2 separate regions of the Gossypium hirsutum genome follow, and region 2 is linked to region 1. Evidence: chromatin contacts called from public Hi-C data. All regions are on one chromosome and are shown on one strand. Each heading gives the region's core, a stretch centred on a gene start, on an enhancer-like site or on the middle of the called end of the contact. The rest is flanking DNA. Distances are from core to core; before and after follow the strand shown. Region 1 holds the start of LOC107919849 (protein EXPORTIN 1A). Region 2 holds the start of LOC107924665 (TOM1-like protein 1).

The links. Hi-C and Micro-C count contacts between places; a contact is called where the count stands out from the background.
Region 2: a Hi-C map of leaf shows a contact between it and region 1, with 1.6 times the contacts expected there. The contact joins the promoter of LOC107924665 here to the promoter of LOC107919849 in region 1. A contact is called at or near these places in 2 of 34 Hi-C or Micro-C datasets (leaf and seedling).

Annotation. Positions count from the first base shown.
Region 1 is chrA02:102,071,143-102,077,324 of Gossypium_hirsutum_v2.1, reverse strand. LOC107919849 (protein EXPORTIN 1A) reads left to right here and starts at 3,902. Exons shown (of 32, transcript XM_041082389.1): 1 at 3,902-4,474; 2 at 5,578-5,694; 3 at 5,957-6,049; 4 at 6,142-6,182. The coding sequence starts at 4,376.
Region 2 is chrA02:102,315,787-102,321,968 of Gossypium_hirsutum_v2.1, reverse strand. LOC107924665 (TOM1-like protein 1) reads left to right here and starts at 2,476. Exons shown (of 4, transcript XM_016855211.2): 1 at 2,476-2,728; 2 at 3,337-3,866; 3 at 4,283-4,546; 4 at 5,368-6,005. The coding sequence starts at 2,491. The coding sequence ends at 5,790.

The DNA.
Region 1 (6,182 bases), core at 2,653-5,152:
TCTATAAATGATACAGCATTAGACGATCGGACAACTCAGCGTCTTGTAATCAAATTCACGATTACGAGCACGCATCACTATTAACCTAACTCGGACTTGGATGGATACGTAGATCCAACCAATCAAACTGATTTGTGCCTCTCAGATAAATCCAAAAATAGTAAGTTACTCCTAGTGTTGCTCAGTATAATTGAAAAATAGGTTTGCCCAGCACTCCTCGACTCGTAGTCGTAAAAACCCTAAACTCTTCCTACTTATGGCATGCTAATTATTCCTGATCCTACCTGAACAGTTAATAGGGTAACCATTTCTTAATTACATTTATGTGCCAATATCTTAATTCATATTATAATCTCATCATCAAATCATTAATTCACACATATGACAGTATAATTCATCACAATATAGATTCAATTTCACATTTGTCTCAATATACAACATTTATCATAACAACCAATCGCAATCACTTCAATTCAAATCTTTTTATCATTTGCATCTCACCTTATGATCTTATTATACAATACAGTTCATAATAACAACAATCAAAGTAGTTTCAGGTTATAGAAACATAAATCGTAAACTCGAAGCTATTCCTCGACGACTTTGTTTTTTCTTTTCTTTTTCGAGGAAGTCAGATCAACGTTAGCTATGGATTAACATAAACACAATAATTCATCAATGCACAATCAAATTCACACACACTTGTATATTTATACAACTTTTACATTTTATTCAATTTAGTCCTTAAAACTGGGACTAACATAACTTTCAATCTAGAACTCATATTTTCAATATGTTTTCACTATAGTCCAACTAGGAATTCCTATTTCTCATTTCTATCACAAATTTTGAAATTTTTGCATATTAGTTCCTATTGTACAAAACTATCAAATAACTTTTCAATTTAGTCTTTTTGACTTTTAAGCTTAAAATCTATCAATTTAATACTTTAAACTTTAACAGTTTCAAAAAATAACACACGAGTCAGCTATATTAAGCTCCCGGGATTTCAAAAGTATAAAAATTACAAGAAAATGACTAAATTTCACTAATTAATTTGAAGCTTGAAATTTTAGAACCCTAGGACGATTTTCACTCTTCTTCTTCTTTAAAATTCAACATAGATGAATGAAAATGAGATGAGCTCTCTCTTTCCATCCACTAAGTTAATTTGTGAAGGTTTAGATCATTTTACCACTATTTATTAAATTACCCTTTTAGCCCTTCCATAAATCCCATGGCTAGCCATAATTTACTAGCCTTAATAATGCTCATAGTCTAATTGCTAACTTGATCATTATCCTTTATTTTTAAAAACCACTTCTTTGGCAAATTGAACTTTTACTACTTTTACAATTTAGTCTGTATGCCATAATTAATTACTAATTAGGCAAAATCACCTATTCAAAATTCTATTCACCTATAATATACCTCAGTTTACGAAAATGGGGTCCTGGAACTGCATTTTCTAACACCACTGATTTTGGGGTTGTTACAAAAATATCACTAGAACAATTAGAGTTAGTTTGGGAAAAGATAACAGAATTTAACTAGGAGAAGAAACCCGATTTAGTAAGGAATATGTCACCACATTGTGACATCGTTTATTGGCTCATTGAGACGTCACACATCGCGTCATCAGGATGCTAGTTTTTTCGTCTAGACGTCGGCTCTTCCTCGTCACGACGTTGACTCAAAATGCGAGACACACTCCACATGGTCCAAAGTGAAAAATATAAAAAGAACGTGCTAAGGGAAATGCTATGGTCAATTATGGATTATCCTCTCATCTTAAAGGAATGAACAACCAAATGAGGCTTCAAATATGTTGGCCTTGCTACGTTAGAATTATAGTTGCCAATAAATAATGTCCCAATCCTACAATGAACTAGAGAAAATCTAATGCATATTGGAAAAACTTTCTTTAATACTACAGCAAGTGACTTTAAAGCAAGTGAAAGCAATGACGATTTTTGTTAGAATGAAGTTTTGAGTCTAAAGGGTGTTATAAAAGTGGAGGATCCTTTACCTAGAGGTTTCAAACTTCGATTCCTAGGTAAAGTGCTTATTTTATTTTTCTTTTAAATATAAATTGTTGCTAGACTTTTATTATACATGTGGAAGGTTAGGTCATAGTTTTAAGAGTTATTGGGCTTATATAAAAGGGTAACTAAAAAAAGAATATATAGTGATTAGATGGGGGCAACTCCAATGAACAAGCAAGGCACTTGTGATCGAATCCTTAACCTCGACATACAGTAAATTGATAGAAAAAGTTGGGTGAGTTGTGCACATGCACTTAGAAAATAAGTTGGTAAACTTGTAAAGTGCACAAACACTAAGATGAATGTTCCTTCAAATTTAATAGAATAGGTTGAGGAGGTAAGTGGCGTAACTACTAATGGTAGAGAATCTCATATAAGTTTAACCTGGTTTAACAATGTAAGAAAGGAGATGTTAAAAAGTGAAGATGAATTAATTAAACCTAACATGGATATTGATGTTTGCATCTTGGGATACAAAAGAAATGACCAAGAAAATTGTCTAAAAGAGCATGGGAGGACATTTATCTAAGCCATAATTATTGATGATGAGTTCATGGATGCCAAAGCTTTGATCAATTTGGATAGCAACATTGAGGATATGAGGCTTGGAGTTTGGCATTTTGCGGCCACGCTATTTAAATATCCCATAGTTCCAAAAGAATCTAAAATGATTAGTTCACTAAAATCAAAGAACGATGAAAATGCAAGCATTTTAGAAGATTTCTACAAATCAATTAAAAAGCTCGATTCAAAGTTGTGAATGATGGAACCAGATGGGAGAGAAAGAAAAACAAGAAAGTGTTCAAAAGTGTTTTCAATCTAATTAGAAATGAGAAAGTTTACTTTATATTGGTTTACCCAAAAATAATGTGTCTTTGGAAGAAATTCTAGACTCGTTTATGTATTTAAGCTAATGTGTTATTTTATTAAGGAATGAAGGAAATGTAACCTTGGTTGAACCTTTTATCAAATGGTCTTTAGTATTACTCTATTGATGTAAGACGGTTAAGCTCTTTTCACCTCTCCTTTGGATGGGAACAATATTATCATCCTTTTCCACTCTGTGGAAATTATAGTCTAAGGAAGGGATTGTACCTACCATTGTTTGTGAGTAACATTTTTTTTTTGGACTTTGAGAAAGGGTTAACTCTTTCCTTAGGTTGGTGATTAAAGATGTATCATTTTATCCTTCATTTTTAAGAAGTGTAAGCTCAATTTAGATAAAAACTTTTTAGTGGGGATCCATACACCTTATTTTCCATAATGATGGTGGGTTACAAGTGTAGCAGGGTGATTTGTGTGACTACTTGGTAATGCCTTGTGAGTTTTGGGCCATTGGGTTTGGATCTCTTTAGGCCTTTGTTTTGTGTCTGGTCTTGTCTCGTTTTGTTGGTCATGATTGTTTGGGTTTGTTATGTTTTCTATATATATATTGTCTTGCTTCTTTTGTACTGTGCAATATCAATCTTTGATAATTTTGAAATGCTTTTTTCATAAAATTATAATTAATAAAATCATTTCAAAATAAATTATATTAAATTACTGCACACTCGTGAGTGAAAAAAATTCTATGTAAAAATATTTATAAATAAAATATGTAAAAATAAAATGAAAATTTATTTGAAATAATAAAGTTAAATATTTGAAAATAATAATGCCTTAAATTAAAATTTCATTATTATAAATTTATTTTATTAATTCTAAATAAAAATAAAATATATAATTTATTTTAAAAATTGGTGTAAATAAAAGTATAATATATATTTATAATTTATTATAAATATTATGTTGATGTGTATCTTTACTCAAAATTAAACTTCCAACTAAAGAAAAAAATCCGACGCCGTTCTCATCGGTCTTCACTTCACTATCGCTTTTCTAAACTTTAGGGTCCCAAAATCTCTTTTCCTAGAAACTAAAATAAGAAAATTAAATAAAAAAGGGTAAAAAGCGAAAATACAAAAATAATAAAAGATTTCAAACTCTCTTCCAAGCTCCGTCCGCCTCGCTCCCTCTTTGTTTACGTTCTGCTTCAATTTTAAGCTATCTATTTTTTCTTCTTAAAAAAAAAAATCACTCTCTCTCATATTTATATACAAAATTTCTCTTTCTCTAATTTTATTTTTCAAAAACCCTCCCCTCCCCTTCCATCTTTCTAGAAGATCCTCTATTTTCCTTTTTTTTTTTTGTCTTTTTCATACTTCTCTTTTTAGGGTTTGGCTGGTACAGTATCTAGGGTTTTCGTTCACCAACATTCTAGTGAAGAGATAATAGTGTTGGATTTTATTTTGGGGGGAAGTGTGTGATAAGAGAGGTGAACTTTTTTAGATATGGCGGCTGAGAGGCTTAGGGATTTGAGTCAGCCGATTGATGTTTCCTTGCTTGACGCCACCGTTGCTGCCTTTTACGGCACCGGATCTAAACAAGAGGTTTGATTATTTCTTTCCTTTGCTTTTTTTGTTTTTACATTTTTATGTTTCCGTTTATTGACTCTTTGACTGGGAAACGGGTAAATGTGGTTTTAGTTAAAAGTGATTTTCTGTTGGTTTCGGAGAAAGTAAAAGGGAGAGTGTGGGGGATTTTATTTTCCTGGGGTTTAGCATGATTGGGCATTTACTTCAAAACGGAGATATGTCCTGGGGAAATGTTAGGGGGCGACCTGGGTGAAATATTATTTTGAATTTCTAGGGTTTTATGTGAGTGAGGTTTTACTTGAATGCATTTATTTTTTAAATTAGAACTTTATATTTCTTTCTGATTTTGCGGATAAATGTGCGAAAATGCGGTGGTGGTTCGGGAGGGTGGAGGTTAGGTCTAATTATGGCTTTTAGTGCACCGTCCTTTGCCTTTTTGGGAAGTGCCATATGATGTAAACGTTTATAGTTCAATTTTGCCCATTAATTCATTTTTTAAGATAACTTTTAAGACTTCTTCTCAGCTATTATGGAATGAAGGAAGGTTTAAGTTTTTTAGCTAATGTAATTTCCAGGTTTAAGATTGGCCTTTGCATTTAAGTTTTATCCCTTTTGGTTTGATATTTTATATTTCTTCCATTCAAATAGAATGATTATGATAGTAGTAAAAAGAAAAGAAGTGTCCTTCACATTTTTATTGCCTTAATTAGGCCTTTTTGAAGTCAACATAGCAGGAGATCAGTAGTTATATATACTTTTGTATAATTTTTGTACCCTGTTTTCTTTGTAGCAAATTACATTTAAATATCAGTGTTTCCCTTAGGTAATTAACAATCCCAGGTCTATCTACCTCGGAAAAAAACCCTTCAGTCTTCAGCTAGTTTACATTTCAGAAGTAGTCCTAGCTTCACCTTGTTGATCAAACATATTTATTTTATTTGGTTGCTCTACTGATTAAAGTGAATACTTTGTCAGATGGTGTTATTTTATTTCTGGCACTTAATGTATCTTGTGCTTTTTCATATACGACATGCCTCATAAGGCAATAATTATATTTGGCCTGTCTCATCTTCACTTCTTATTGAATTTTTCCCTCTTAATTGTACATCAATTTACAGAGAGCACATGCTGATCAGATCTTGCGAGATCTGCAAAATAATCCAGATATGTGGCTTCAAGTTGTGCACATCTTGCAGCAGACAAAGAGCCTTAATACCAAGTTTTTTGCCTTGCAGGTAAATGGAAATAACTATTTGCTTTGTAATCTTTAATTGTTGGCAAGGAAAAGTTGCTCAAGAGAGTCCTAGTTCACATTCCTCTGTTGTGTATGGTTCTTGTAACCATGATTTAATCTTGACCTTATAGCTGCCTAGATGATTGTTACTTTGGGTGAACCTTTCCTAGCAATAAACATGAATGCTGTAAAATAATGTAAGTAGAACTGACCCTCAGTTCAATCTGATGATTCTGGGACCTTTATTTCATGCATGTCTATAGGTTCTTGAAGGTGTCATCAAGTATAGATGGAATGCCTTGCCTGTTGAGCAGCGAGATGGAATGAAAAATTACATTTCTGAAGTCATTGTACAGGTAAAGGAGTTATTCCTCTCAAAGGTTTGTATATTTTAGTCCATATTCTTTCCTTTGGGTATTCATTTCTGCATGTACTTTTCATGTGCTAGTTGTCAAGCAATGAGGCATCCTTTCGAGCAGAAAGGCTGTA
Region 2 (6,182 bases), core at 1,227-3,726, 250 kb before region 1:
GTTGCAGCTTTTGTCTAGAAAAATTATTTAGCTAGAAAAATCAATTTGCATTGTAAAAATGAGAGAAATAAATAAACAGGCACTGCATTACTTTGATCCTGTATTTATATATTTTAGTTTATCTATATATATTAGTGTGAGGATGAACATTCCATATGGCTTGTTATAAATCGAGTATTAATAACAACTGTACGATATTAAAAAGTTTCATTGACGTATATTACAAAGGATAGTCATCCTTCTCCCGGTTGAAGAACGTAATTATAATAGTAAATCAAATTCATAATTTAGCTGGATGAAGTATGTATTAACATATATACTCATACGTCCTCTGAGTTACGAAGGTAAATTGTATAAGGAATTATATGCAAAAATGTGCAAACATTGAGGGCGAATTTTGGACTTTCTTATTCCGAGTGTTTGCTTGTTATAAAATCGAGTATTAAAAACAACTTTACAATTTTACTAACTTTCATTGATTATATAATCTACGAGTTTGCCTTAAATATTAATGTTAACATCGTTCATGTGTTATTAAAATAAAACAGAACTGACCATTCTATATGGCTTGTTATAAATCTGAGAATTAATAACAACTGTACGATATTAAAAAGTTTCATTAATGTATTTTACAAAGGAAAGTCATCTTTAAAAATAATATATTTAAAAAAATAAAAATATTTAAAATATTATATAACAAATTAAAAAATATTTAAAATTTAAAGTATTATAAAACTAATAATAAATTTGAAAGGTCAATCATTAAAATATTTAAATGTTTTATATTATTAAAAAATATATTTAATATTTAAAAAATATATTATAAAACATTCCAAATATACATTTCAAATTTTTTAAAATTAATAATAATAAAATAAATAAATAAATAAGGAAAAATAAAAAAAGTTAAAAAAATTTAAAAAGTTAAAAAAGTTAAAAAAATTAATAGAACAAATAATAAAAAATCAATAATAATAAAATAAATAAATAAGGACAAATAAAAAAGTTAAAAAAAATTAAAAAAGTAAAAAAAAGAGAAAGAAATAATAGATCAAAGTAATAAAGGACAAAACTTAAAAAAATGTAAAAAAAAGAAAGAAAGAAAGAATAGAGTATAAGGTGTGAGAAATCGAAATTTGGTAGCGCCAATTTATTTGACTTTACTAGAAAATAAAAAATTATTTTTAAAGTCTTCTTTTTTGGAAATGATAGTATTTTTTTAATATTTATATAGATAGTGACATGTTATATGGCTCCACTAAAAAATTAATTTTTTATCCTGTTTGCTGATATAATATGTTGGTGGTGCCAAACTTTTTGGTTCCACCAACTTTTACTATAGATTTTAAATTATTTATGTGTTTAATTAATAAAATAGGTCATTTATGTAATTAATTAAATTTTTTGAGTTATTTTTTTAAAAATGATAGTTTTCTTCCAAGTCATCTTTGATAACCTGGCACTCTAGAAGGCTGAATGTCTGTCGCAAGGAGGAAGACTCACACTTATCAAGTCAGCGCTTGCAGCCTTACCCCTCTACATGTTCTCTTTTGGTGGGGACATGAGGTTGGTGAAAAGAAACTTCACCTACCTAGATGGGAGAAATTGTGTAGACCTGTACGAGAGGGTGGATTGGATATTGAGCATACAAAGTTGATGAATGAAGTTCTATCGCTAAAACGAATATGAACACTACAACTAAGACTTTAAAGGCAAAGTGTTGCAAGAATCAAGATCTTACGACTATAAAAACAACACCTTTTGATTCCAGAGTTTGGCAAGGAAGGATGTCTGTAATTTAGGAAAAGACATTTAGATACGGGGAGGCTCGAGCTGGGAACAATACATAATGCCACAATCACATGGGCATCTTATTTGACAATCACACAAAATTCTCTTCAAAAACTTTTTAGGAGACATGAGATGAAAGATCCATTAGAAATACTTACTTCTCCTCCTTTGGTGGAGAGGATAAAATGGTTAAGTCGACATATTATGCACTATGCGATCATAAATTCTATGACAAGAATACCCAGAACTAGCTTGATAAGAAGTGGAAGGTTATATAGCAGCTTAAGTTACCTTTGAAGCTCATTATAATTTTGTAAAAGATATGACATAATTTCCTCTTTATGAGGGATGAGCTTCAGAAGGGATCGAGTTTCTATCCACTTTGCAATGATTGTGATGAATCATTGGAACACCTCTTCATACGATGGAAATACCATGTCTTTAAGGATTCAAATGTTCAGTCTTGATCCATTGAAAGAATAGATATTTTGATGGCTAAAGCAAGAGAGTTCCAAACAAACTTTACTTGCACACTTTAGGGTATATGGAAAGCTAAAAAATTGGTTTGAGACTTTACGACTAACAGTTGAGTCTTCTTAATATGAATGCAAAATTGTAGGTTAGAGGTACTAGAAGATGCCAACTAATATTCAAGTTGGCAAACTCCCCTCATAATGTTAGAGCAAGGAGAAGCAGCTGATGTTATATCTCTTTCTATTCACTGCAAACTTTTTTGTGAAAATTGTGGTAGCAAAAATATGGTATGGTGTCGCTTTTCGACCCAATGGCAACAACCTTGTTATATACGCAATATTTATTTTTATTCCACAAAACCCAAAAATCTGGCCAAAGACTGAAACTCCAAGGAATGTTAGAAAACTCAACATTACCCAGTCGTTACGCCTCGCCGTCTTCTTTCATTTGATATCTCAACTGAGTATGAAAGCTAAAATTTTTCTGTCATTTACTTAATCGCATCAATTTTGGGTCACCAAGAATTGTACTTTTCCTATGTTTTATTTTTGGATTTTGAATTTGAAGCTTTGGGGTGTTTAAAGGATTTAAAAAAAAAAAAAAACTTCTTATGCATCTATTTTCGTATATTAAGTTTTAACTGCTACTAAATTAGGAGGAAAATTTATATTTACTTTTAATTAATCGAGTTGTTTGCTTTATCATTAGGTATATGTTGGTTTATTTTGTTTAATCAGCGAATTGTTCATTTTTGGAAATTTGAAGTTAATATGTTGGTAATGTGGGTTATATGTGGAGCTTTGGAATTTAAGGATTTTGGGTTTGAAGAAGTTTGATGCTATTGAAAATTGTTCGGGTAAAGTTTTAGATTTGCTTTTCTGGGTATACAATTGGGAAGAGGGTGAAAGAAGCTAAACCAGATATTTTTTATTCTTCTAATTAACAATGACGAGCAAATCATCGATATGTTTGTTTTCTTCTTTTTCCATTGAAGAAATTTGATTGATTAGTTTAGCCATTTATTTCTTGTTTGAGATTGGTTGAACATATCGTCGTGTTGCTTTTTTGAAGGCTTGGTGAAAATGGACAAAAATTTGATGGATAAAGTTAGTGCCTTTGGTGAACGCCTCAAAGTTGAAGGAGCTGAGGTGGGTAGAAAGGTGAGTGCTGGCATGAGTTCAATGAGCTTCAAGATAAAGGAGCTCTTCCAAGGCCCTAACCCAGCTGATCAACTTGTCGAGGATGCCACCTCTGAGGCCCTCGATGAGCCTGATTGGGCCATGAATCTTGATATTTGTGACATGATAAACCATGAAAGAGTTAATAGTGTAGATTTAATCCGTGGCATAAAGCGGAGGTTAATGTTGAAGAGCCCTAGGGTTCAATACTTGTCATTGGTGTTGCTGGAAACTTGTGTCAAGAACTGTGACAAGGCATTTTCGGAGGTGGCAGCGGAGAGGGTTCTTGATGAGATGGTTAATCTAATTGATGACCCTCAGACTGTTGTTAATAATCGGAACAAAGCTTTGATGCTTATTGAAGCGTGGGAAGAGTCAACCAGTGAGCTCCGCTATTTGCCTATTTACGAGGAAACTTACAAGGTAACGGCATCAAGTTTTTCTGCGGTTTCCTGTGTTGTTTTTCTGATTGAAATCATGTAACTTTGGCAATAACAGTTTTTGAAAAATTTTCTTTGGCTGCTGTTACAGCTTAGATTTGTTGTTAATTTAGCCTACAAATCTTCATTATACCATGGAACCAGAATTTTTCTATGAAAAAGAGCTCATAAAATCAATTTAGAAAGTCCTTGAATAGCTTTCTCCATTACTTGAATTCTTGACTAGAACCTTTTTGGGTAGGGTCTCTTCAACACCTATCTTTTGTGCTTTGCATTGCTGTGAGATTTAATATGCATGCCAAGTAAGCAATGGAAATATTTCTACAAAAGAAAAACACCTATCTTTTGGCTTGTAGATTGATGTTGAGTTTTTTCTTGAATGATCCTTTTCTCGTGTAGAGATTAAAATCAAAGGGTATTTGCTTTCCGGGTCGTGATAATGAGAGTTTGGCACCTATTTTTACCCCTAGTCGTTCAATTTCTGCACCAGAAGTGGATGTTAGTCTTGCACATCAGTTTCAACATGACATGCAGCTTCAGCACGATATTCCTGTCCAAAGCTTTACAGCTGAACAAACTAAGGAAGCATTTGATGTGGCAAGAAACAGCATTGAGCTTCTTTCAATTGTGCTATCCTCATCACCTCAACGAGATGCTCTCAAGGTATTATTGTCTTTTTTTTTTTTTCATCACTTCTTAGTTTCTAAGTTCGTATAAGATTACCCATAAAGTAAGCTTTCTTCTATGCTGCCAAGGAAGAGGCCTTAAAAATCTGAGCCTTAGCAGAATGAATCTTTAATCTGTTTTGTCTATCAATACCTTAAACAATATTTAGTATTCTGTTACATGCACTAAAGATCATATTGTTTGTCAAAAAATTGATTTCTGTTCCATTTTTGAGGAAGAATACTTTCTTTCTAGGGCTTTTAGATACTCTATATTATCCGTTTATAATCTTCATAGCACTTGAAGGATTATACTCTGAGACTTGATGCTTGTCATCATTGAGTTAAACTTATTCAACCTTTTTGCAAACTACTGATTGTGATTTAACTCGGACTTATTTTTTAAGATCTTTGTCAATAGAAACAGACAGATAGCAATTTCATAATATCCTGGAATTTTATTCGGTGTTAGACTTGTAACATCAACATGATGCCCCAAATGGTTATTTAGTTGTTATTGTGGTAGAAGCATTATCTATATTGTTCTGAATCTCTAAGTTACTGGTGCAGCTCGTCTAAACCTTTTAAATTTTGAAGGTGCTGCTACCATATGCAAATCTAGCCTTCTAAGATGAAGTGTGTTTTTGGTTTTTTTCATTTTATTCACATTAGTAGAATCATATGAATGAGCCTCTTTGTTTGGTAGGTGAAATGATTTCGCTTTTTGCTTTTTGCTTTTTGTCGTGTATTTTTATTTTCCTCTTTATTTAGGGCTGGAAGCTGGTCGTATCCCAATAATATATATTTACTTTGTTGCAGGATGACTTAACAACTATTCTTGTCCAACAATGTCGTCAATCCCAGTCCACTGTTCTAAGAATCATCGAGACTGCTGGAGATAATGAGGCCCTCCTTTTTAAAGCTTTAAATGTCAGTGATGATCTCCAGAAAGCTCTCTCAAAGTATGAAGAGTTGAGGAAGCCATCGGTTGTTCCTCATGAACCCGAACCCACTATGATTCCTGTGGCCGCTGAGCCTGACGATTCACCCCTCAATACAAAACATGATGCCTTGATTAGAAAACCAGCAGGTACACTACATGGGATTTATGGGGGAAGCAGCGATGCCATGATGGATGATCTCGATGAAATGATTTTCGGTAAGAAAGGTGGGGATTCATCTGAAGGAGGGCAGGATTCAAAGAATCAGCAAGCAGCAATAGATGATCTAATCACATTATGAGTATTACTCATAACACTACAAATATCCCGTGATTTAGGACACAAAGGCCTATGCCAGGCCATTGTAGGCATTGAACGACAAGTTTGAATGAAAAACCTTTTATTTTCACATACAACCATTGATTATTGGTGCAAAACGACGTGTAAAGTAATTCATGACTGGATTCATTATTTGAGGAGTATACAATACATCATTCATGGGAGGATTGGTACGGACTTAATATATCTTTATGTTATGGCTCTCATGTTTCTTTGGTTTGATCACTTAATAAACATTATACAGTTACATCAACATTTTAATATATAAAAATTCATATAAACTTCCTAAAAATAATAATAATAATAATAATTCATATAAACTATTAATAATGATTTATTTTTTATGGATATACT